Regions from separate parts of the Mus musculus genome. Here regions 1, 2, 3, 4, 5 and 7 are each linked to region 6. Evidence: chromatin contacts called from public HiChIP or PLAC-seq, Micro-C and promoter capture Hi-C data. All regions are on one chromosome and are shown on one strand. The core of a region is the stretch at or near the end of the contact, and the rest is flanking DNA. Distances in the headings are between cores, read along the strand shown. Region 1 has its middle 160 kb from the start of Gm35111. Region 2 has its middle 11 kb from the start of Gm35111. Region 3 has its middle 130 kb from the start of Gm35111. Region 4 has its middle 95 kb from the start of Gm35111. Region 5 overlaps Gm35111 (a long non-coding RNA gene). Region 6 holds the start of Vcan (versican). Region 7 overlaps Gm35111 (a long non-coding RNA gene).

Region 1 (3,313 bases), core at 143-2,642, 960 kb after region 6:
ATATTCACATTCCTAAACACATTTAAATATAAGAAAGATGCAGTAAAAACATGAGATAATGGTATCTGACTCTTTCAGCTGCTTGTTGGGTCACTCGGAGGGCAGTCATAATAGATCCCTTTTTGTGAGCACTCCATAGCCTCTGTAATAGTGTCAGGCCCTGGGACCTCCCCTTGAGCTGAATCCCACTTTGGGCCTGTCTCTGAACCTTCTTCTCCCCAGGCTCCTCTCCATTTCCATCCCTGTAATTCTTTCAGACAGAAACAATTATGGATCAGACATGTGACTGTGGGATGGCAACCCACAAATGTCCTGTCTTCCCCCTAGAGGTGGGCTCCACAAGTTCCCTCTCCCCACTGTCACGCACCTCATCAAAGGTCCCTCCCTATGAGTCCTGGGAGTCTCTCCCCTCCCACATCTCTGGTGCATTCTGGGGGTCCTGCCAACCTCTTATTTCCTGAGGTTGCCTACTTACATTTCAACTAATGGACAGAAACATCTGACCCCTGTTGTTGAGTTGGGGAAGGCTGAAAGAAGCTGAGGGGAAGGACAATTCTGTAGGAAGACCAGCAGTCTTGGTCAATCGGAACCCCCAAGATCTTTCAAACCCTGGACCACCAAACAGACAGCATACATCAGCTGGTATGAGGCCCCTAACACCCATACAGTAGAGGAATTCCAGGTCTGTGTTCATTCAGAGATGAAGCATCTAACCCTCAAGAGACTGGAGGCCCCAGGGAGTTTAGAGGTCAGATGGAGTAGTGGGTAGGGGCATCCACATGGAGATGGGATGGGGTGGGGATGAGGTGTGGGATGTGGAGCAATCGGAAGGTGGATGTGGAGGGGTAGGGAATGAAATATGGAGTGTAAAACATGAATTACAAATAAAATTAAATTTAAAAAAATAAAATGAAATAAATATACTTTTAATAACAAAAAAAACATGAGATAATAGCAAGTTTCAAATCTGTTATATATTGTAAGAACAATGACCTATTGACTTAAAAAACATCATTGTTTGACACACCATTGTACCCTCCTTCTCTGTGAGAGTCAGGAGTTGAAGAGTCAATTTACACTAGGCAGTGGTGGTGCATGCCATTAATCCCAGCACTTGGGAGGCAGAGGCAGGCAGATTTCTGAGTTTGAGGTCAGCCTGGTCCACAAAGTGAGTTCCAGGACAGTCAGGGCTACACAGAGAAACCTTGTCTCAAAAAAAAAACAAAAAGAAGAAGAGGAGGAGGAGGAGGAGGAGCCAATTCACCATGGGCCACAATGGCATAGGAATCAGCATCAGAGGCATCTGGATGCTTGGGATCCAGCCTCTGGGCTCCTGCCTGCCTAAGATGAGCTAGATTCTTCAATAAATTAGAGAACCTTGAAATGTCAACACTTATACCCTACTCAATTAATGAGAAAATTGAGCCCAGAGGGATAAGGACATGGTTGCACAAGGCTAGTCAGTCAATTTAATGCCAAGAACAAAATGAGACATGATGTGCCAGGCCACCACATTCTGTTCCAAGTGCCCCGGACCATCTCAAACACTGACTGATGTCCAGAAAGAGAAGCTAAAAGACAGCCACCAGTCTATTAAATAAAAAAAAAAATAGTAGCTCTTTTCTTCTTTGTGAACTCTGGTTTTATTTTATAAAGGAAAATGTCCAGCATTAATACTAGAAACCAAATAGTAAAGTGATATACATGAAGCCTACTTGTTCCGGACAACACACACACACACACACACACACACACACACACACACACACACACACATGATTTGAAAGCTTGGGCAAAGCTAATTACCATGGAAAGATGAAGAACCTATTCATTTAATTTCAAGAAGTAAAACCCAGCCACTCAGGTCTCTTAGTGCCAGTCACTGTTGCAATCTTATCTAAACCTATGAAATACATAATTAGATTCTAATCAGTTGTATTTGGATGGTCTCCCACTTGTAAAAGTCTAGCAAATTATTATTCACAATTAAACTTTATTAAATACCAACTTTCCAATTAAGGTTACAAATTATAAGCCATAGTGTGTGGCTGCTTGTGCTTTATAGGCCATTAGTAGCAGTTTTACCTGCCTCGTGAGCATCAAAGTCAACTGACCCTGGAGATCTTCAAAGTACAATCATAATCAAGTCTGATAAATGGCTTTGAGGTCTTCCTATATTTATAGCTGAAACCTTTTAAACAATGCCATATTAATAGATTTTAAATGTGTTTTATTCACTCTACATTTTTCTGAGTAGTAAATAGCGTAAGAAATGGGAAACAGTATAATGGAGTTCTTAGAAATATGCATGGAGGTCTGAATACCCATAGCGTGTATAATCTGCCCTTTCTTGCCACTTGTGTCTGCTCTATGTCCACTTGTTTTTCTTTCCTTCATTTCAGACTGTTCAACAATCCAATGAAGGAGCTGGACCAGATGACCTCAAATTCACCCAAGAATATCAGCTTCTAGAACTGGACTTTCTTTCTCTCCAAAGCTGTAATGTGGCCTTTGAGTTTTTCACCACTGTGCTTCTTGTCAGAAAATTAGTGTATAGTGTCAGAGGCAGAGTGTGCTTACAGTGATAAAACTGGTCAGTTATGGTGTCTGAAGTCTGTTTCTACAGGGTGGTCTTTGAATTCTGAATTCAGAAGCTATGCTTAAAATGGTCCATTTTTATTCACTTGATTTTCTCTTCAACTTCCTTCTTGCTCTCTCTTACTCGCTCTCACTTCTGCTCTGTCATTCTTTCTGTTTTGCTTTATTCTTACAAAACTCAGTTCATCCACTTGGATGTCTATGGGTCTATAAGAAGCTCATATGACCCTTGGTCAGTGCTTGCTGAACAACTTTGGAAGAAACTCATATTGATCTTCAAGCAATGTGCCTAGGACCAGAGCATTTTATTGAGATATTTATCTCAGCCTCCTGGACTGATGGAGAAAGATATGAGAAATGTGATCATCATTTGATTACCCTCCACATGTCCACAGTCTAATGTGAATGGAAACACATGAAACCTAACTAAATGTACAGCAACAAATTCTTGTTGAGCTAAACTGAACAACTTTTAGGAGGAATGGTAATGCCATGTCTGGTGTACTCCAACTGTGACTATAACGATAAGATACAGGACTGTTGACATTACACACAAAAAGGCAAAGCCAAGTTCAATGTTTAAGTAACAGGAAGTTACATGGAAGAGTAGAGTGTTCTTCTTAGGAAGATGTAACTTCATTTATTACTATTGGTTTCCTAAAATAGTCCTGTGAACTCTATTAATTCTGATTCTCTGTAGAATGTACGATGTTAT
Region 2 (3,205 bases), core at 91-2,590, 820 kb after region 6:
GTACTCTTCTGACTCCCACCCAGATTTCTCTCTCCCTCTGCCTCCCATGATCATCTTGTTCTCCCTTCTAAGTGAGTCTGAGATAGCCACACTTGGGCCTTCCTTCTTGTTAAGCTTCCTACGGTCTATGAGTTGTTTCCTGGGTATTCTGATCATTTTGGTTAGTATCTACTTATCAGTGAGTACATACCAGGCATGACATTTTGGGTCCGGGTTGACACACTCAGAATGATATTTTCTAGTTCCATCTGTTTGTCTGCAAAATTCCTAATATCCTTATTTTAATAACTGAATAGTGTTTCATTGTGTACATGAACTATATTTTCTGTATCTATTCTTCATTTGAGGGACATCTGGGTTGTTTCCAGCTTCTGGCTATTACAAGTAAGACTGCTATGAACATAGTGGAAGCACATGCCCTTGTGGTATGGTGGAACATCTTTTGGATATTTTCTCAGAAGTGATGTAGCTGGGTCTTCAGGTAGAACTGCAGAGTGGTTGTATGAGTTTGCAATCCCACCAGCAATGGAGAAGTGTTCCTATGTTCTCCTATTTATATGATGTGCTGCACACTTGGATCAAAACATAGTAAGCAACATAAAATGTTTGCAAGGCATCTTCCTCAGATAAACCAATGCAAAACACCAACCAAATGTTTTTATTTAATTTCATGCTATGAGTTTGAGTCTTCATTAATCCTTTTGTTACATATCTTTAAACTATGAATAAAGGAACATCTGCTTTTTCTGCTGAATCAGAAATCTGGATGGCTATATCTAAACTCCAAGTGATTCAGAAAGTTGAGCCAGTTTCCAAAACATGACTCATTCCTACAGAACTTGTACATTGACAGCTTCTTCCAGAAAAACCCAGACAATGCCTACCTGGGCTTTGTCTCAAATTCAATTAATAATCCCCCCTCGCTCTCTGAAAAAGAGAGAAATCGTTTCATAACTAACCTTACAGAAATTCTATTAAGTATATTTTTAAAAAGAGAAGCATAATGTTCTTTTAGCATTTTCTAATTTAGAAATAAAATTGATTCTTACATAAAATCAGTGGCAGCATTTCTGACCATGATAAAGGAGGCCCCCAAATAAATGTAATTGTGGTTGAACTACATACTGCTCCCTCATTTCCTTCTTAATTTGAGGCTAAGGGAAAGCTCTTAATTCTCTCTTTCTCTCTATTCCTCCTGTTTTTGTCCCAAAACTAATGAGGGATGGAAAGAGAAAAGAAAATTGAGGTTTTCCAAACCAATCTGAAGAGGGTGTTCAAATTCTCTCTAAGCCTTTCACAGCCACTAGGGGCCTTCTGAAGAATTTAAGTACAAATAAACCATTTTCACATAGCAACAATTTTGCTGTGGAAACATAATGAGTCACAAAATAGCCTGTGGCTATGTATAAATTTGTCCTTATCTTTCTTTGTCTTTTGTCTAAAAGAAGCCAACTCTTAAAGGAAAAGATACTGAACATGGCTGTGAGCCATACACTCCCTTTTATAATAGCTGAACTTTATCCTTAAGGAGCAAAAATAGTCACAGACAATACAAAAGTAAATGTGTATCGGCTGTGTTCCAAGAAAACTTTATTTGTGAAAAGGATAGTCCTCTTCTCATCTAGAACAGGAAACATAGTGAGCTGCACATTGGGATAACATATCTGTGCTTCTTGACATCTTTTTCCATCCAATGGCTTCATTACCTCCCTTTGGCATACTAAAATCTCTACAACTATTGGAGATATCTTTGTGCCATATGTGGAAATAAAAAGAGCTGAGAAAAACTTCTGAGACATAAAACAATGGAAAATAATAAGGTTCTGTCTTTAGTGGTATCTCATTCAGGTTCTGCCAAACAATGTGTCTCCTATATTTTAGAAGTTTTAGAAATTTCCTGTATAATAGAAAGCTATTGCAAACTCAGACATAAACAAAAATGCCACATGGATTGTTGTCTCATGGAGAAAATGAGTAGCCATTTTATTTCTGAACTACATATATTTTTAAGCAAAATAGATATGTCTGATTCTTACTCAGCTTTCTGTCATATATTCATAAGGCGTAACACTGCCCTATACATCAGACCTGACATAAACAGGCTAAGATAGTGTTCAACAATCTTTCCCACTGTGCCTTGTGTAGAGGATTTGCAAGGTCATAACTGGAAGTGTTATACAAATTTTCCTCACAAGAGTACATTTCACTACTTAGGGCTTTTAGGAACATTCTATGAGGATTAAACACGAACAGCCACATCATTACAAAAGAAGAAGGGACAAATATAAATAAGTGATCATTAAACCATCATTTCCATTCAGCTTCCATGTTACACATGGAATGGTGAAAAAACATTTTTAAAAAGTGAAAAATAGCCCCTACATAGAATTTCTGAATGTCACCATTACTTCATCTCTTTGCATCCACTATTGCATTTTCTTTCAACTCCTTAAAAAAAAAAAAAAGGTCATTTTTTTCATTTTTTAACTGCACTTCAATGATGGAAATTTCTTGTGAATAAACACACACACATAAAAATATAAAATCAGTAACCATAAGATACAAGCAAATAGCCAGAAAGAAAACAAAAAAAAATGCTCAAACAAAGAAATATTAGACAAAAGTCTACAAAAAAAAAATACCATTGAGTTTGTTTGGTGCCATCCATATACTGTCGTGCACTGTGCCTGCCCTTAAGTATGGTGGATGTGGTTAATGTGTCCAGTAATATTCAATTGGAGAGGACTAATCTTTCCTTTACAGGCAGATGTCATTTAGAGACAGTTTCTTGGTTAGAGGTGGGAGCCAGTGTCCACTTGCCCCTTCCTCTCAGCACTTGGACTCTATCTGGCATGGCACGTGCAGGCCCTTGCTTGCTTTCACTGTCTGTGCCTCAGACCCCTTGTGTCTGGGAAACAATGCTTCCTTGAAGCCCGCTACCACCTCTAGCTCTTGCAGTCTGCATCATCGCTCCCTGAGCCTTGACAAGAGTTGTGTGATGGGACATCCATTTTGTGTGTGTGTGTGTGTGTGTGTGTGTGTGTGTGATTAAGGTGTCAAATGTATACATTGGAAAAGGAACAGAAGCTTCAATAAATGGAGTCTAGAAACCATATATTTACATGCAGAGAGCTGAAGCATAACCTTTATAAATCACAAAAATACCTCATGATATATGAACAGTCCAAATTCATGATTTGAAACT
Region 3 (2,972 bases), core at 441-2,940, 940 kb after region 6:
TCTCCCTACTTCATTTCAAATAGATGGTTCTCTTTTTCTTCAATTATTGTCATATATGTATATATGCTCTATGTTTCTTGCATACAAAATAATTACATTGAAATACAATTAAATGTATACAACAAAAATTTGGACTAAAAATTTTATAGAAATGTGTCAGACAGTTGATTATTATACGTATTGTAATCATTCTGAATTTTGAAATCTTCATAGAATCCATTAACTTTCAAAATGTTCATGAGAAAATATATAAATATAACCTTTTGAAACAATTTAGCCTTGTCCATATGTGTACATGTATGTGTGTGTATGTGTGTGTGTGTATATATATATATATATATATATATATATATATATATATGCCATCTCCTATGTTATATGCATCAGGATGGTAGGTTGATTGTTGTAAAATAATTAAAAAATGCTTGTGTTGTGTTTTGTGTTTCCCTAACCTTCACAACAGGAGTCATTTTTCTTAAAACAAAACCCTCAAATTGTATAAGCTGTAGATTAATAAAATCAGAATTCATGCCCATTTCTATATCATTTACATTCCCCTCTATATCACCCCAGCATCAATCATAAAATTGACCAGGGACTGGTTTTCATAAATAGAACTACCTTATAAGGGACATGAAGTACCAGTCAACAGCAGAAGATCAAGACACACACACACACACACACACACACACACACACACACACACACAACCAGGTAAGTTTTTGTTTCTCATGAGTTCTCCATCAAACACATTATACTGTCCCTCCTTCCTGGCCTTCAACCATTGTACTTTCCTTTTCTGCCATGCTCTCTTCTCACATTTGTGGTCATTTCCTTGGCTTTAACCATTTGTTCTCTTTTGTTTTCACTGATACATCCCTTTCTTAACACCTTTACCTCTACTTCCACTCTACACTGACCTAGGAAACTGTGAAGTCTCATTTAGAAACCAAAAGACAAAGTGTATTAAGAAATAACCTTTTGGGGTAGAAATGCCTTGGACTTCCATGAAATACATAAAATACTAGGTGAAAAGATGCTGAGGAAAGATGGAGATAAGGATGTAGATAGAAGGGATGAGAGAGGGGGGTGGATAAGAAGTACAATTGTGCTTCAAAACTGGAGTTTTGACCTTTTAATAACAATCTGAAATCATTTGAGGGATCACTGATACTCTCAGTCATATAAGTGATCTGAAACTTTAAAATCCTGTACCCTATTTCTAATCATTCCATGAGAGAGCCTATCCAAAGAATAGGAAAGGCTTTCTTGGACAGGACTATAATCTTGCATCAACCTGGAGCAATCCCCACCTATTTGATTACCCTCGGGCACAGCAATAGTTATTATAAAACCCTGTCTCCTGTTCTGCCCTTTAAAAAAAAAAAATAGCTTAACACCTCCGGCAATAAAAGTTCACATGCTTCAGAGATAATAAAGAGGGTTATAGCTTCTTCATTGCCTACAGAGTGCCTGAGGAGGTTTTATGCAAGATCAACTAATGTAGACTTGAAAATTATTATCAAAGAATCCCTTCCTGTCTCTAATTTTCTCTTTTTTCAAATATTTCCTAGCTGCTCTGAACCTTTAAAGTTTCTTTTTGTAACAAACTGTGATTTGGGGTTAGCTCTCTTTCACTATGTAAACGTGCACAGTGGAACCGAGAGAAAGGGGGCATTCACAGCTTGTTGTATATTTTATTAAACCAATTAAAGAATTTATGGAAAGAAGAAATCAAGTTAACAACCACAGCAAAGCAAAGGAAAACAAAGTATTTTGTACGGGAGCCAACTTCTGCCCTGTTTCACAGGTGCCCCACAAACGTGATGTCATTTTGATTGAGGCACCCTCTCTCCCACAAAGACAAATGAAAGAACTCCTTTGAAAATAACCCCTGCATTTCACACAGGTGGTCACATCTAAAATAAACCTCCAGACTGAACCTCAGAACGCATTTTCTAAAAGAATGTTCTGTTAGGGCGCCCAAAGAGCTTTTTGAAAAAAGAAGAAGAAAGAAACTGATTCCGAATGTGCAGGGTGCTCTTTTGAAGAAAATAAAGAATATGCTTTTCCACTCTGGTTCCAGTGAAAGCCATATTTCTCAGCTCGTGGTTTTACAGTCTAATTACAGAACATGAATAAACCTTTGCTTGACTTCTTTAAAATTGATTTACAATGCATTTTAAATGCAAAAGAAGAAATGGCTTATGTCCAGACGCAGCTTGAAGGGATATGATTTGGTGCAGGACTGTGTATCTTCCCTTTGCTTTGTACGTCTTGATTTTCTGTATTTCTTTTGATGATTCGGACTCAGTCGTGGCCCTCCTGACTAGGCAGTCAATGGGTTCAAATATTGTATCTGCAAAAACTCAGTGAGCCTGGAATAAGGCTCCTGTACTTGGTCTTCCAGCCTTGCGAGTAATTACAAAATAAAGAAGAAAAATATGGGTCACCACTACATTTTGTTGCGTTGTTTTCCTAGTGTACCAAAATCCACTTTGGCTGTATTCAATCCACATTAGAATGCTACAGCCTGTATGCCTAAGCACTGTGCTTTCAGTGCTCTTCCACTGTCCACTGTCTGAGTCAGACATGTTTCCAAAGAGATGTCCTGGCTTCCACACTTTTAATTAGTGATTCTACAGTCTCTGGCTTTTTTTTTAAAGGTTTATTTTTGTTTTTAATTATGTGCATTATGTGTCTTGTACGAGTATGGGCAATGCGAGTGTTGGTGCCCACAGAGGCCAGAAGTAACTAGAGTTAATGATGGTTTTTAGCTACTCAGCATGGTGCTGGAATCAAACTCAAGTCTTCTGCAAGAGCAGTACACACTCTTAATAGCTCAGACATCGTCCATGTTCCCAGCCTTTAAAATAAATCTTTTTTCAAACGATCGTTTGGGCTTAGAGATCCCAATAAATAACAAAACATACATGTTTTCCCTTGGTCTGTATTTCTATAAATTTTAATTT
Region 4 (3,106 bases), core at 27-2,526, 900 kb after region 6:
GAAGACTTGATTTCCACATTGAGGGTGACGGCTAGCCTGTGTGGTCAGAAAGCATGAAACACACACAGCTTTAAACCAAAATGACCCCTCCTGGAGTGTAATAACTCTTCTACCTCAGCAGCAAGAAAAATCTTACTGTACCACAAAAAATCAGGAAAAACCACAGCCACCCAAAAACTGTTAAGGGACAAATAAAAACACAAGAAGTAGTGATTCTCTCAGAGTTACTTAAGCCCCTTCTGGATCCTCCCCTGCATGATTCCCACTCATTCTTAGAAAAGGTAGAGACTCCATTCTTGAAATTGAGCTATATGACACTCTTCACATTTTGGAAACAATAGGTTGTACAGAAAGATTGTTATTGGCATTGGCTGTATTTGAAATCTTAAACGTCCATGCTGGGAGAGTTCTTGTGAGCTGGTTATGGGCCAGTTGTCTCCCCAGTCTTTATTACAAGTAATTAGCGATGAGCCAGTCTTTCTGTAAGCCTTTTCACTGGAAAAGTCACCAGTTTGGATGTGTATGCTCCTTTCTTTCTGACAGCAGCTTTCAAAGCAAAGCAGAGTACCAGTAACCATAGCAACAAGCAAAACACGGAAAGGCTGTCAGTTAATTCAATAAATCTCTTGAACACACAAACAGCTGATAATGTCTAATTGACTGAACAGATAGTGAATAGCTGACAGTTCCGGGAATTACACTAGGTATTTATTTTGATCTATTTAATTTAAAATTGGAACAATATTTTATTTTATTATACAGTAAGTTTATATAAATTTTAATGGTTGGTTTCATTACATGCTTTTTTTAAGATGGCAATTCAAAAACTTTTATCACATGTATATTATGAAGTTATTTTCCATTTTTACAAAGCACAGCAGAAAAGACTTTAAATGCAATAAACACGGAAAGTCAATAGACCATCACATTGTTTTTGAAAGAGCCTTTCCAGCAATAAGCAACCTGTGATGAAGCATTGTCTCTCACCTTCTAGATCTGTGAGCTTAGGTAAACGATTTGCTAAGCCTCGGTGAAACCATCTATTGAATAAAATTGAATTATCTGAGCTCTTCGGGTTGTTGTGAGCATTAATAAAAACAGAAAAAGCCTCACAGTTAACAGAATACTTGGTCCATAGGCTGTTCTCAGTCATTGTTTCCTCTTTCTTCTGCAACTTGGCATCAGCTAGCTAATCTGCACTTTCCATAAAGAGCTCACAAAACCCAGCTCTGGAGCCAGACTGCCCATCAGAAACTAGTTGTCATAGAGATTGTTAAAGGGCACATGGCTCTTTTTGTTGATCAAAGTCCAAAGTACAGAATCAAAGTTGTCAACACAGAAGAGCTCCAGCCAGGGACTTTAATGAATGCATTTCAGAACACTGTTAATTCTAATTTTATGTAAAGGGAGGGCTCATGATTGACTCATAGAATACTAGCCCAACAATAAATCTTAGACTAGTCAAAGCCTAACACTTAGCCCTGAAAACTACCCATTTGCTATTACTTTATTTAAAAATTAAAATAAATCTTCATCAAAACACACACACATACACACACACACACACACACACACACACACACACTCACACTCACACACACAGTGAGTTGTTAATGATTTTCTTGGCATTCACCCAAATGGGGGAAAATGTAGGCCTAAATCTGGGAAGTCCTGCTGAGTGGTTTTTCTAACAGAAGATTCTCCCATGCAGATTTCTTCACTGACTCTTCTAGGTATAAGCCAGAGGCAACATGAAAACCCTACCATTGACTTGTCAAAGCATCTGCACTCTTGATTATCATGATGTCACATCTTCTTAATCAAAGAAATAAATGCCCTAAAGCAGAGCTTGGATCCCAGTATGGTGGGCAAGGCACCTTGATAAGTATGCCCTTTAGGTAACAGTGTCTAAAGGACAAAATTCACTGGAATTCTTATTTCCTCTGGCCACCTTAGAGCAAAGATTCCTTTGAATAAATGAAATAAACAACTTTTTTCACATTCTACCCAGAAACTAGTAGAAGTTTATTTTCTTGGCAGGTTAGACTTCAACTTACTGACCAGAGAACAAAGAATTAAAAGATATACTGCTGAAGACAATGGAAAGCATCATGGCCACCCTGACTTAATACAACAACCCACAGCCAATGGACTTTGCCATGTAACACTAAAATTTCAACAAAGAGAATTTCCCCAGGCACAGATCTTCTCTTGCTGTGGTTGCTATTTACAGAGCAATCAACTATGATAGGTCTTCTAACCCTTTGGGGACAGCCATAGTGCATTTGAGCTCTCTATATTTTAAGACTTTACCTTAACTTTGCCTTCTGAATTGGCAAATACAAGTTGATTCACTTAGACCTTCAGCTTCAATATGGTTGATTCGAGATTTTATCCTAAGGTGCCGTATTCCCTGCCTTCCTCAGTTCCCTCCGCAAGAATAACTCTGTCTCCTGATAGAGAACATGTTCTCCCATCCCTTCTGTACAAATCTTCTAGGAGTCCTGCAACTGTCATCCAATAGAATATATTGCAGAATTCCATGCTCCTTCTTAATGATAGAAACTGACATTTCTTCCAGCGAGAACCTTGGAGATATACTCTTTATGCATCTAAATTATACAAAGTTAGACATAAAGTTCAGGAATTGAGTTTGCAGATGAGACTTTAACTAAGAACAATCTTTCTTGCCTTCCACCCCATGAGAAATTTCCCCAGAGTTATAATAGGCAGATATGATTTTCCCTTAAGTGCGATTAAAGTACTTAAAAATACATATTTTGGAACTAACGCGGCTTCTAAATACATGCCAATATCTTCATCTGCTGCTCATCTGCTTGAAAGTCACAAGAAAAACTGGCTCTGTTTTGATTTCCAGTGAAGCATCATCCTTAAAACTTTCCAAGAATTCTTTTGTCTCTATGTGATTTTTCACTTACTTACTGTCTCCAAAGTCTAACCCTTTCCCCAGTATGTGACTTTGCTGCAGTCCACTTTTGAATGGGGTTTGATAATTCAGTGTGGTTTGTGTCTTAACTTGCTGTCTTGAAACAATCATAAAAGTAGCCAATTCGGGAAATGCATATTCTCCCTCCTCCGTGTTCTC
Region 5 (3,194 bases), core at 85-2,584, 750 kb after region 6:
AAACATGAGTTGGAGCTTGGGAAGAGTTTCTCCCAACTCTTACAGAAGAGTTGGGAGAAAGATTGAGGGGCCCAAAAAGGACAGGGACTCCACCAGAAGGCCAACAGACTAACCCGGACCTTTGGGGTTCCCAGAGACTGAATTACCAACCAAAGAACTAGCACAGACTGGACATAGACCCCCTGCAGAGCAGATGAGCAACTTGGTCTTCATGCAGTTCCCCCAAATAACTGAAGCAAGGGCTGTCTGTGAGCTTGTTACCTGTCTGCCTGCCTGCCAGCCTGCCAGCCTGCCTTCCTGCCTTCCTGCCTGCCTGCTTGCCAGCCTGCCTATGGATCCTGTGTCTTTAAATGGACAGCCTTATCTGGCCTCAGTGGGGAAGGATGTGCTTATCCTGCAGAGACTTGATCTATATGTGTGTGTGTGTGTGTGTGTGTGTGTGTGTGTATCTGTGTGTGTGTGTATCTGTGTGTGTGTGTGTGTTTGGAAGGGGTGTTGACACTCAGAGGTGGGGCTTCCCCTTCTGAAAAGAGAATGGGAAGGGGAATGGGGAGAGGGCTTCCATGAGGGGCTACAAGGGGGAGAGGAAGGGCTGATATTGGGTTGTAAAGGGAACAAATAAGTAAATTTTTAAAAATGTGAGATTCGAGCTTGTTGCTCCTGCAACTATACCTGCTTGCTGCCATATCTTCCTGTAGGGATGATTATACACCCTTCTATGGAACCACCAGCCCAGCGCCACTCCCCCCAAAATAAATTCCTTCCTTCTATGCCTTCTACATGGCATTTTATCACAGTTATAGAAACATTACTAATATGGCAATAAACTCATTACCTTTAAGTTAGTTATCATTAAATTTTTAAATGTTCAGTTAATTCTGGAGTTCCGTAAAAATAAGTTTGAAAATTGACTTCTCCACTTCTATATTTCACGAAGTTCACTGGAGGTCGGCAATTCCTTACTTAGTTTGAAAATATCACGGAGACTTTAGGGAGAAAGATCCCATGAGTTTTAAAGTAAAGATTCATTCTATTCACAGCAGCACATTATATTTAGCCACTAGTCCTGATAATTAGTAGGAAAATATCTGTCAATGAGTTTAAGTATCTTGTTGAAAGATCTTTTTATCTCCAAGATTTTCAATTAGGCAAGACCTCTGTTACAACAAAAAGCTGAATGTTTTCCAGCCAGCCCCTCAGGAAAGATACCATTTTTGGCTCTGAGAACCACTATGACAAAAAGTGACCTTTTTACCTTTCCTGACCCAGGCTTTCCCAGATGCAAGCCGGATGGTTTAAATTCAGAACACTATCAGCCTCATAAAGCATGAGACCTGTCTGACCAAAGCCGTCACCGTAATCTAACTGAGGAGGCTGCCACTGTGCAGCGGGCTCAGCCATTCCCCTGCCAAATAAATCATCACATCGGTCCTGTTTACTCTCCAGCTTCCAGTGATACTGAGTGGTGACCTTAAGTTATGTCTGTTCTGAGGAAAGGAAAATCATGGAGGAGAATAAATTATTACATAAACAAAGACTATATTATTTGGCACATATGTTATGGTTTACCCCCATTTCATCCTCTGAACAAGAGATTGTCTGCCTTCAACTTTTCCAGGCTTTTAAAAATCCCTCTTTATAGTCTGTGCAGTCAACTTAATGAGGACCACGTGAGGGGCATAAGAGAAATGATGTCATTTGTGCCCTCTCCCCCTTTCCCTTTCTAAGGGTAGGATCAGGTCTACCCTGAACAGTATAAAATCTGTGCACACAATCTCAGAATTATTAGAGTGAAAAATTGGTTGCTTAGAATACCAAATGTGTAAACATTTTACCAAGTGCATCTGTCTCTTGCATTTACTCCACATATAGCACCATGGTACTAGGCGTTATACTAAACATTACTATTTCACATATGCCTTCATGACAACATGTAATGACAGCACGGATTGTTCAGAGAACAAGGACCAGCCCTGCCTCATTAGAATACACCCAGAGGGTTGCTAGAACTAGGAAGGACAGTATGCTGGCCTACAAGAGTTGATTGTTAAATTTTCAAAATTTTTTGAGTACTTATTTAACCTTTTATTAAAATTTAAATAATGGAAATTTACAGTTAAGTAATCTATACATAAAAGACATCTAACAAATACTGCAATTTTATCCCTTTCTGACATTTTACTGTAGTCTCTTATTACTTATACCCTCGAAGCTATGTACAACAATTCTACCTCTTCGGTAGAAATCCTCCATAATTGTATTGTATTGGTCAACTCCTCCCCATTCCACCTTGATTGCTGTTACTTCGTGACTCAATGTTAGCATTCATTTCCATATTTACAATATGATGGAAATAAATGTTATTTATTTATAACATTTATTTATAAATATAAAGGACACAGTAGCTACATTTTACTAGACATCACAGTATACATATTAATATATTGACCACAAGTTTTAGTAATAACTGCAAATACAGAGAAAGTAATTGCATTACTAAAACTTCATGTTTTGAAGCATGGTAGAGACTAGAAATACCTTTAAGTTAAATTCATTCCTTCATTATTATAGAAATAAATATATTAAACTTTGGGATTTGATCTCTTGTGCTCTATGCACCATGTAGCCACGTGCATGTGCGTGCGCGTGCGCGCACACACACACACGTGCACACATATTTTACATGGTAGTAATGTGAGTAGAGGTTTTCATGGGTAAAGAAGGTTGTATGTCATCCTCTAGCTTTCCTACCCCAGATATGTTCCATAATATGTTCCAGAAACATATTAATAAAAATCTGGAAGAGATGGCCCTGGAAAGACCAAGTTGGCACTCTCACTGAGATCACTATACCATATCAAATACATGTACATTACTGCCCATGAAACAATGCACCATGACTTTTGGTAAAAAATTGTTCTTGACTTCAGCAGCATGTTGAGCTGGGACTTAGGACACCTAACACAACATGGAAATCAGGACAGGCCACAACAGGCAGAACAGTCGCTGACCAGCCCCCATTGGAGCTGCTCAGTAGTTCCAAAAGATGCATTGCATCAGGGAAAATGCAGGTGTGAGAAGGGTTAAACATGACCACAGTAGATGTGTGGAAAAGACATGTCTCAAAAGCAAGCTGTGCACTGTTACCAGGAGACCAGCACTCGGGTGCTCATGGAGAAATTGAAAGCAATATA
Region 6 (2,973 bases), core at 464-2,963:
AGGCTATGACATTATTTTCTTACCACTATTTCTTCTGTCTAACCCCTCTGAGCAGTCCACGCCCATTGACACCGAGAACAAACCGAGACAACCGGGATGTCCCGGGTCTGCAGGCACTAGAGAAGTCTCTGCAATGCCCACGCCTACTCAGGGCAGTAGGACTTTCTCAGCCAGGGCGTCCCCGGGGAAACCCGGCACGCACTCTCCACAACCACTCCACCAGCCCGTAAAGTTGCTCAACTCAAGTGGAGAAATGGGAGCGGATGAAGATACAGAAGGGAACAGAGGACTGCTGTAATCCAGGCGAGAAGACTGCACCAATTGGTCCCCAACTCGAGTCTCCACGCCACCTTTGTCTGGAGAATCTATGGGTCCTGGTTTGCTAGTAAAGATTGGGGGACAAGCCTTCATTTCGTTTTCCAGAGCGAGGGGGGAGATACTGCACACCCCTCCAGTTCAGGGAAAGCTTTCCCGCCCAGGAGCCTCCCAGACCTCTACGGTGTTCCAACAACCCCACCCCCATCCAATGCGCCTTCCCGGCTGGCTCGGGAGCACCACGCGCAGGACAAAAGAACACAGGGGCAACGTGAGAGAGCTTTGACAGCCCTCAAGTCATCAAAGAAAAGCAGCCCCAGGACCCTACCCAACCCCTGCCAGATAGCCTCCCACATTGCCTGAGGGGTTGGGGGAAAGGGTCATGTCCGTGCAGGTCCTGGGCCGCTAAAGTATCCTGCTGCCTTGTCAGGAGCTGCCCAGAGGTGACTTTCCAGGAACCAAAGATACTGACCACACACACGGAGCCAGGAAACCAGGTGGTCTGCCCTAAGGTGGTTTCAGGGGCTTGCATTTGGGCAAGTTTGGGGACTCTCCATTCAAACTTTTGCCTCGACCACTTTAAAGAGAACAAAATCAAGGTGTGAGGAGTCCATTCCATTCCTCCAACTCAAGATAGCAGGACTTTTCTAGGATTTCGCTACAAAATCCCTTCCCCCTATTCGGTTTGTCCTTTTCCTCTACCCCACCCCGGACTTCTTTTGTCTAGCTCTTTTTCAGCACCAAGGTCTATCTGAATTCATCTCTTTAACAAGTTACCTTCATGTTTGAAAGTGCGCACATTTTTCTAACTTCGCCTTACAGCTAGTCCTCTTGGCTTTAATTAAAGCCCTCTTCCAATTACAATGTGAGTCTTTCCCCCTACTAAGCTGGACGGTTTTCTTTTCCCAACAAGTTTTCCCTCTTTCTTTTAAATGGGGGAACAAAAGAAAAGTGATTACCTTGAAAGGCGGCTTACTGCAGTTTTCGGGGTGGAAATTCACTGCTGAGCTGTGAGAAAGGGCTCCGCGTTGCCCCGGAAGATCACATAGGAAGCGCGGTGGCCTGGGGAAGGGTGCAGCGAGTGCGGGACAGAGCTGGAGAGGAGAGAGGATGCGCTGGTAGCGGCAGATCCTTGTCCCAGCGCTTGGCCACAGCACCTAATGCTCACAGCTGCTGCGCCCGCGCTCCTTGAGTTCTTCGCCCAGAAAGGCTCGGGGCAGCTCGCCTGCAAGTTCAAATGCGGGTTGTGACACCCACCGTCATTATATCACTGTACCGTCAGAGCCGAGGAGGAGACTCAGCGAGAAGGAGGAGGGAGAGGAGGAGGAGGGTTCATTCACAGGCTCCTGAAGAGCTCCGTAGCTCAGTCACTCCAAAGAGCCCAAGCTTGGAAACAGGCGGAGGGGCGGAAAGGAGCTCCCTCAGCCTGCGGTAGGGACCGCCTGCCTCCCTGGCCAGGCACTCCCACCTCTCAGCGTTTCTTCCTGATGAGAAGTACCAATCGGCTGGGGGTGGGGGGAATCCGTGCTCCTCATTCAACGACTCGGTACCACCTCGCTGTGCAGTCTCAAACAACTGCCTTCCCACCCATCCCCACCCCACCCCCTCTTCCCCGCCCTGGGCTGCTACTTCTGAATTAGGGGAAAGGAGTCCCCAGGCTCTGCTGCGGCCAGCAAGCACAGAGCAATTAAGTATGGTCAGTCCTTAGGAGCGGACGGGACTCTATAACATCAGCCAAGAACTTGCGTATAATGTGTTTAATGCGACCACGGAGCTTGCTCGTCCCATCAGAAGAGGTGTCAGGCTCAATGCTCCTGCCAACCTGAAAGAGATACTGAGAAAGTGAGATCCCAAGCCCCAGGGAGACGCAAAAGCTTTTCGTGACTGCTCTCCCTAGGGAACTGCCCAATGGGGAGCCCGCGGCATCAGGCCCTACACAAAGACCCTGGCAATAAAGGGTTGGACAGGAAATCCCCCCAAGCAATCCCTTGTCCCATTCAAAGAGAATCCTTTCTCTGACACAAATCCGCGTCTTTCCTTAAATGTATTTCGCTTCCTTCCTTCTTCCATACCTCTGTCTTTCACAGGATATCTTGCAGAATTTTCTGCCTAACTCAGATTTCTTTGACTTACCAGTCTTTCCATGTTGTCTGGAAATGGAATCTTTCACGTTCGCAATTTTTTTTTTCCCCTACTCAGGCTTATCCATCGATGTAAACAACATCAATATAGAGAAGCACACCCTTCACTGAATCACAAAAGACTCCATTAGGACCTTAAAGAGCAAAGGGTCAAACAGTTAATACAAAGGATTTCTGACCCTCACAAAAGGGCGACTTTGAATTTTCCGTTACGTTGAAGTCTAGTATGAGTTTCTAGAGAGAGGACAAAATAAGTTCGCAAGACATGTCGAAGTAACTCTCAGGGTACTGAAACAATTACAAACTTTTCCTCCTACACCAATATGGAAATATCCTTGTAATTATTGACTCTGAATGTTTTGCTTAGAGAATGACATCAAACACAGGGCTTCAGAAACGGTAGTGATTAACGCAGAGAGTTTGTCTTTACCCTGGATTTCTTTAATTAGATTGGCTGCCAACCACAGTTCTAAAGTTGTAACCTAGACCCTTCTGCATGTGGGCTCCTTTTCTAAGG
Region 7 (3,175 bases), core at 535-3,034, 720 kb after region 6:
GAATCTGTAATATTTGGTACAGCATCTGCTACAATTAAAGGAGAGACTTTTAGACATGTCTAACACCCCTCCTGAATGATGGTGAACAGCTATTCTGTATTAGCTTAAACCCAACAAGAAGGGCCCATCCGCACGCATGCCCCACACTGGGGTGACGCTGCTATGGATCAGAAAGAATGCTTTCTGCCTTTCAGCCATGTTACCCTGGAAAGCACTACTAAAATATCCATGAGCGTTCTTATAGAACTTGAGCTGACCTTTCTGAAAGTCCAATTTGAGGTTTCCCCAGAGCAAGTCATTGTTTGCACCCATTTCATAAGGATCACTGTTTTCAAGGGTTATAAATACAGCATGGGCCAATGGATCAGGGTATTCATGTGGAAATTCCTAGGTATCCTCCAGACTTGACACGGAGGGAGCTGGGAGTAGAAAGAGAAATACAATGTAGGCTTCAGACTGGACCATCTCCCCCAGTGCAGTTACACTGTAGCAGGGAACACTGAGGTCACTGAGTTCTCTATCAAGCCTCTCCTTCCAGCTTATTATCTAGGAGTATTTATGAAGGTAGGAGGCTCTGCATTTTATCTAATGGCATTTTGTCTTCATTTATAACATGTTGACCGTTTTCACTTGGATCCTTGTCTACAATCATGAAGAGAGAGCCTGTAGTAAGCTTATGCTGCTGGAGAAAGCATTCTTTGGGGAATTGTTATTTCTAACTTCAGTTTCCATAAAGTATTTAATGCTCCGAAGTGAGCACAGGCCTGAGATGTTGACCAAATGAAGAGGGATTCTTTAGTTTATAGACACGTCTCTGATCTCCAGCATAGACTCCTGTTAGTAAGTTGAATATTAGCCTGAGAAAGCACATGGATTATCCTAAATTCAATTGCATTTTGTTTCTGCCCTAGTTTTGGTAATTCCATTGCTACTTTGACACCCAGCACAGCAGTAGGTAAAGAAGTACAAAGTTCGTAAAAATATAAAAGCATACAAAGAGAATCCCAACGTATGATACCCTTTTATAACGGGCAAGTATGAAGACAATAAAATGGAATATATTTCTGTTACAGAAGTACTCATTACTTTTTATTTTCTTCTAAAAGCTTTTAACAAAACTTGATTAAAGATTAATTTGGGAGATATAGCAAGTATCTAATCAAAGTTAGATTAATATTTAGAAAATCATATGCTAGAGAAATCTTTTGGCAAAGTGAAAGGAAAGACGGCATAAAGACGTATGTTTCTTTCTTTCTCTCTCTCTCTCTCTCTCTCTCTCTCTCTCTCTCTCTCTCTCTCTCTCTCTCTCTCTCTCTTTCTTTCTTTCTTTCTTTCTTTCTTAACAAAATCCAGAATTGCACATCTCAGCCATATCAGAAACACTTCTTTTAAGAATGCTGTAAGGAAAAATGATCACGTGGAAGCAAAATTCAATACCTAGTTTGAAATGCATTTAATATGTTATAGGTGATATCAGAACAAAAGAATGAAGAAAACAGGGAAAGTTTCCTTTGAAGTGTTCTAAGAAAGATTAAAAAAAAAAGCCTCAGTACCTAGATCCATGACACATATCTCCCTCTCTTCCTCTTCCCTCCCCAGACAAACCAGCTCATGGTCCTCAGAATAATATTTCTCAGGGAGGCTCATAAGTGAAAACATCCGAACCATGGGAACCGGATCCCTAGTGCCAGCTTAACATTTCCAAAGGGCATTTAAAGACATCATTGTTTGTTCCCAGTGACTAGTTAATTGCATTTTGATTTGGTAATTGCAAACAGATCCCAGCCTCTCGGCGCTTCTACAAGCAGAACAATCTATAACACAGTGGAACCAGGGTTCCACTCATGAGTTCCCAGAGAGGGGCACGTGATATTCTCAAATGACTTTCTGCTGTTTGACTGCAAAGGTAAGACCTGGATTGATTTTTCTTTAACTAAGAATGATCATTACTTATTTGGCCTTTTGGGCAATTGCTCAGTGGTGATGGCAGAAATGAAAAAAATTTAAGCCAAGCCCACTTTCATATTATATCATTTCACATAATGCATTATTTACATTTTCCTGTATCTCAGATCTGGAAAAAGAAAGGATGCACACAGAAATGAAAGCATACTATTCTTGCATTTGGAAATACAGAGTATTTAGCATTTTGAAAACTATGAACTTTATTTAAGAGGGCAACTGTCATAACATTTGTAGCATCTTTCACAGTACAAATGATTAGTTGGATTAATAGGATTCTGAACAACATGGAATCAAAGAGAGAAGTAAATGAGGCTTTCTATACACAACCAGAAGCAGTGGACCACTGAGACCAGTCAGGAATATGGAAAAGTAGCATAGGCATTCTCCAGTTAACAAAAGCCAGCCCTAAAAGCCAACAAATACACACCACTACTTATTGCATAAATGTCAACAATGCACAAATACAGTCCATGATATTGAGGTCAGAATAGTAGTTGCTGATGGAGGTAGTAAGAGTCACATGGTGGACTAGAACATCATAGAAACTACGGGTTGGTCAGGGTAGTATGTACCCAGCTCTATACAAACACAAGAAAACCATCAGTCCACACAATGGTAACGAAACTGAACATGTGCATTTCATATTAATATTTTATCTCAATTAGACAATGAAAAATAAAACAAAGGAGTTAGCTTTCATTGGTTGCTCTTCTTTAGATCTTCTCTTGTGATCTTTGGCATGTCCCCATTTCTTCATTGTCTGTCTTCCACTATCTTCTCTTCATGTCTCAAAGAAAACAAATCAAGAAAAATGAAAAATCAGATGAATTTGTCAGTGAATGAGTGTTAATTCCAATATGCTTTTATTTCTTTAACAAATGAAAGAATAAAATTAGTCAACATTTAAACCCCCTAAAGCCTTGCATAATATCCTTATTTGATGACATCAAAATCATAAAATGAATATTCCTGCTTTATTGTTTTACAAAATAAAAAATTTTAAGTTTATTTAGAAAATTTAAATGACAACATTAGACCATAATTAGGGTAAAGCCTTATTTATGAGCAGAGTTATGATTCTAACTTAGGTGATCCATGAAAAATTGTTAAATAATTTTATTTTTATACTTTCAAAGGAAGCCTTACCTCAGTCGTGAACATATGCAAAAATGTTAGTATATGTGAGCTTAGCATCCATAGGAAATTACAG

Evidence for each region. Promoter capture Hi-C pulls out the DNA fragments that hold promoters and counts their contacts. A called contact is a pair of places that touch in the nucleus more often than the background predicts. HiChIP or PLAC-seq counts read pairs in DNA pulled down with a chosen protein or histone mark.
Region 1: an H3K4me3 HiChIP or PLAC-seq map of forebrain shows a contact between it and region 6, with 9 times the contacts expected there. The contact joins the enhancer-like site here to the promoter of Vcan in region 6. A contact is called at or near these places in 2 of 39 promoter capture datasets (the 3T3-L1 cell line and hippocampal neurons), 6 of 115 datasets of contacts at active chromatin or transcription factors (craniofacial prominence, embryonic basal ganglia, embryonic forebrain and 3 more) and 1 of 9 other capture datasets (liver).
Region 2: a contact with region 6 is called in a promoter capture Hi-C map of cancer-associated fibroblasts, with 10 times the contacts expected there. The contact joins the enhancer-like site here to the promoter of Vcan in region 6. A contact is called at or near these places in 8 of 39 promoter capture datasets (the C10 cell line, cancer-associated fibroblasts, embryonic stem cells and 4 more), 4 of 484 Hi-C or Micro-C datasets (bone marrow-derived macrophages, cortical neurons and uterus) and 10 of 115 datasets of contacts at active chromatin or transcription factors (astrocytes, embryonic basal ganglia, embryonic fibroblasts and 6 more).
Region 3: an H3K4me3 HiChIP or PLAC-seq map of embryonic limb bud shows a contact between it and region 6, with 8 times the contacts expected there. The contact joins the enhancer-like site here to the promoter of Vcan in region 6. A contact is called at or near these places in 6 of 39 promoter capture datasets (the C10 cell line, cranial neural crest, hippocampal neurons and 2 more), 4 of 484 Hi-C or Micro-C datasets (bone marrow-derived macrophages, nephron progenitors and uterus), 8 of 115 datasets of contacts at active chromatin or transcription factors (astrocytes, craniofacial prominence, embryonic forebrain and 5 more) and 3 of 9 other capture datasets (embryonic stem cells, liver and pancreatic islet).
Region 4: a Micro-C map of palatal mesenchyme shows a contact between it and region 6, with 2.1 times the contacts expected there. The contact joins the enhancer-like site here to the promoter of Vcan in region 6. A contact is called at or near these places in 9 of 39 promoter capture datasets (the 3T3-L1 cell line, the C10 cell line, cranial neural crest and 5 more), 5 of 484 Hi-C or Micro-C datasets (nephron progenitors, neural progenitor cells, palatal mesenchyme and 2 more), 14 of 115 datasets of contacts at active chromatin or transcription factors (astrocytes, cardiomyocytes, craniofacial prominence and 11 more) and 2 of 9 other capture datasets (adipose tissue and embryonic stem cells).
Region 5: a contact with region 6 is called in an H3K4me3 HiChIP or PLAC-seq map of embryonic limb bud, with 7 times the contacts expected there. The contact joins the enhancer-like site here to the promoter of Vcan in region 6. A contact is called at or near these places in 6 of 39 promoter capture datasets (the 3T3-L1 cell line, cranial neural crest, embryonic stem cells and 3 more), 7 of 484 Hi-C or Micro-C datasets (the BV-2 cell line, the C2C12 cell line, bone marrow-derived macrophages and 4 more), 14 of 115 datasets of contacts at active chromatin or transcription factors (bone marrow-derived macrophages, craniofacial prominence, embryonic basal ganglia and 11 more) and 3 of 9 other capture datasets (adipose tissue, embryonic stem cells and macrophages).
Region 7: a contact with region 6 is called in a promoter capture Hi-C map of second pharyngeal arch cranial neural crest, with 10 times the contacts expected there. The contact joins the enhancer-like site here to the promoter of Vcan in region 6. A contact is called at or near these places in 12 of 39 promoter capture datasets (the 3T3-L1 cell line, the C10 cell line, cancer-associated fibroblasts and 7 more), 1 of 15 datasets of contacts at CTCF or cohesin (the NIH/3T3 cell line), 4 of 484 Hi-C or Micro-C datasets (3T3-L1-derived adipocytes, Sertoli cells, cranial neural crest and 1 more), 10 of 115 datasets of contacts at active chromatin or transcription factors (cardiomyocytes, craniofacial prominence, embryonic basal ganglia and 7 more) and 3 of 9 other capture datasets (adipose tissue, embryonic stem cells and macrophages).

What each region holds. Positions count from the first base shown.
Region 1 is chr13:90,702,844-90,706,156 of GRCm38.p6, forward strand. No RefSeq gene overlaps it. Among named protein-coding and RNA genes, the nearest start is that of Gm35111, 160 kb to the left of the region's middle. Within about 2 kb of position 1,393, at least 2 of the 459 cell types and tissues checked have an H3K27ac peak or open chromatin away from gene starts, as enhancers often do.
Region 2 is chr13:90,558,866-90,562,070 of GRCm38.p6, forward strand. No RefSeq gene overlaps it. Among named protein-coding and RNA genes, the nearest start is that of Gm35111, 11 kb to the left of the region's middle. Within about 2 kb of position 1,341, at least 13 of the 459 cell types and tissues checked have an H3K27ac peak or open chromatin away from gene starts, as enhancers often do. A contact at or near this core is called in cancer-associated fibroblasts, where this site is marked.
Region 3 is chr13:90,677,986-90,680,957 of GRCm38.p6, forward strand. No RefSeq gene overlaps it. Among named protein-coding and RNA genes, the nearest start is that of Gm35111, 130 kb to the left of the region's middle. Within about 2 kb of position 1,691, at least 5 of the 459 cell types and tissues checked have an H3K27ac peak or open chromatin away from gene starts, as enhancers often do. A contact at or near this core is called in embryonic limb bud, where this site is marked.
Region 4 is chr13:90,642,780-90,645,885 of GRCm38.p6, forward strand. No RefSeq gene overlaps it. Among named protein-coding and RNA genes, the nearest start is that of Gm35111, 95 kb to the left of the region's middle. Within about 2 kb of position 1,277, at least 46 of the 459 cell types and tissues checked have an H3K27ac peak or open chromatin away from gene starts, as enhancers often do. A contact at or near this core is called in embryonic basal ganglia, neural progenitor cells, palatal mesenchyme and 2 more, where this site is marked.
Region 5 is chr13:90,489,802-90,492,995 of GRCm38.p6, forward strand. The region is part of intron 2 of Gm35111 (a long non-coding RNA gene); the gene reads right to left. Among named protein-coding and RNA genes, the nearest start is that of Gm35111, 58 kb to the right of the region's middle. Within about 2 kb of position 1,335, at least 10 of the 459 cell types and tissues checked have an H3K27ac peak or open chromatin away from gene starts, as enhancers often do. A contact at or near this core is called in craniofacial prominence, embryonic limb bud and neural tube, where this site is marked.
Region 6 is chr13:89,740,799-89,743,771 of GRCm38.p6, forward strand. It overlaps Vcan (versican), which reads right to left and starts at 1,714. Exons shown (of 15, transcript NM_001081249.1): 1 at 1,275-1,714. All of the region lies in intron 1 of Gm4117 (a long non-coding RNA gene), which reads left to right.
Region 7 is chr13:90,464,572-90,467,746 of GRCm38.p6, forward strand. It overlaps Gm35111 (a long non-coding RNA gene), which reads right to left. Exons shown (of 4, transcript XR_382721.2): 4 at 2,179-2,752. Among named protein-coding and RNA genes, the nearest start is that of Gm35111, 83 kb to the right of the region's middle. Within about 2 kb of position 1,785, at least 4 of the 459 cell types and tissues checked have an H3K27ac peak or open chromatin away from gene starts, as enhancers often do. A contact at or near this core is called in craniofacial prominence and second pharyngeal arch cranial neural crest, where this site is marked.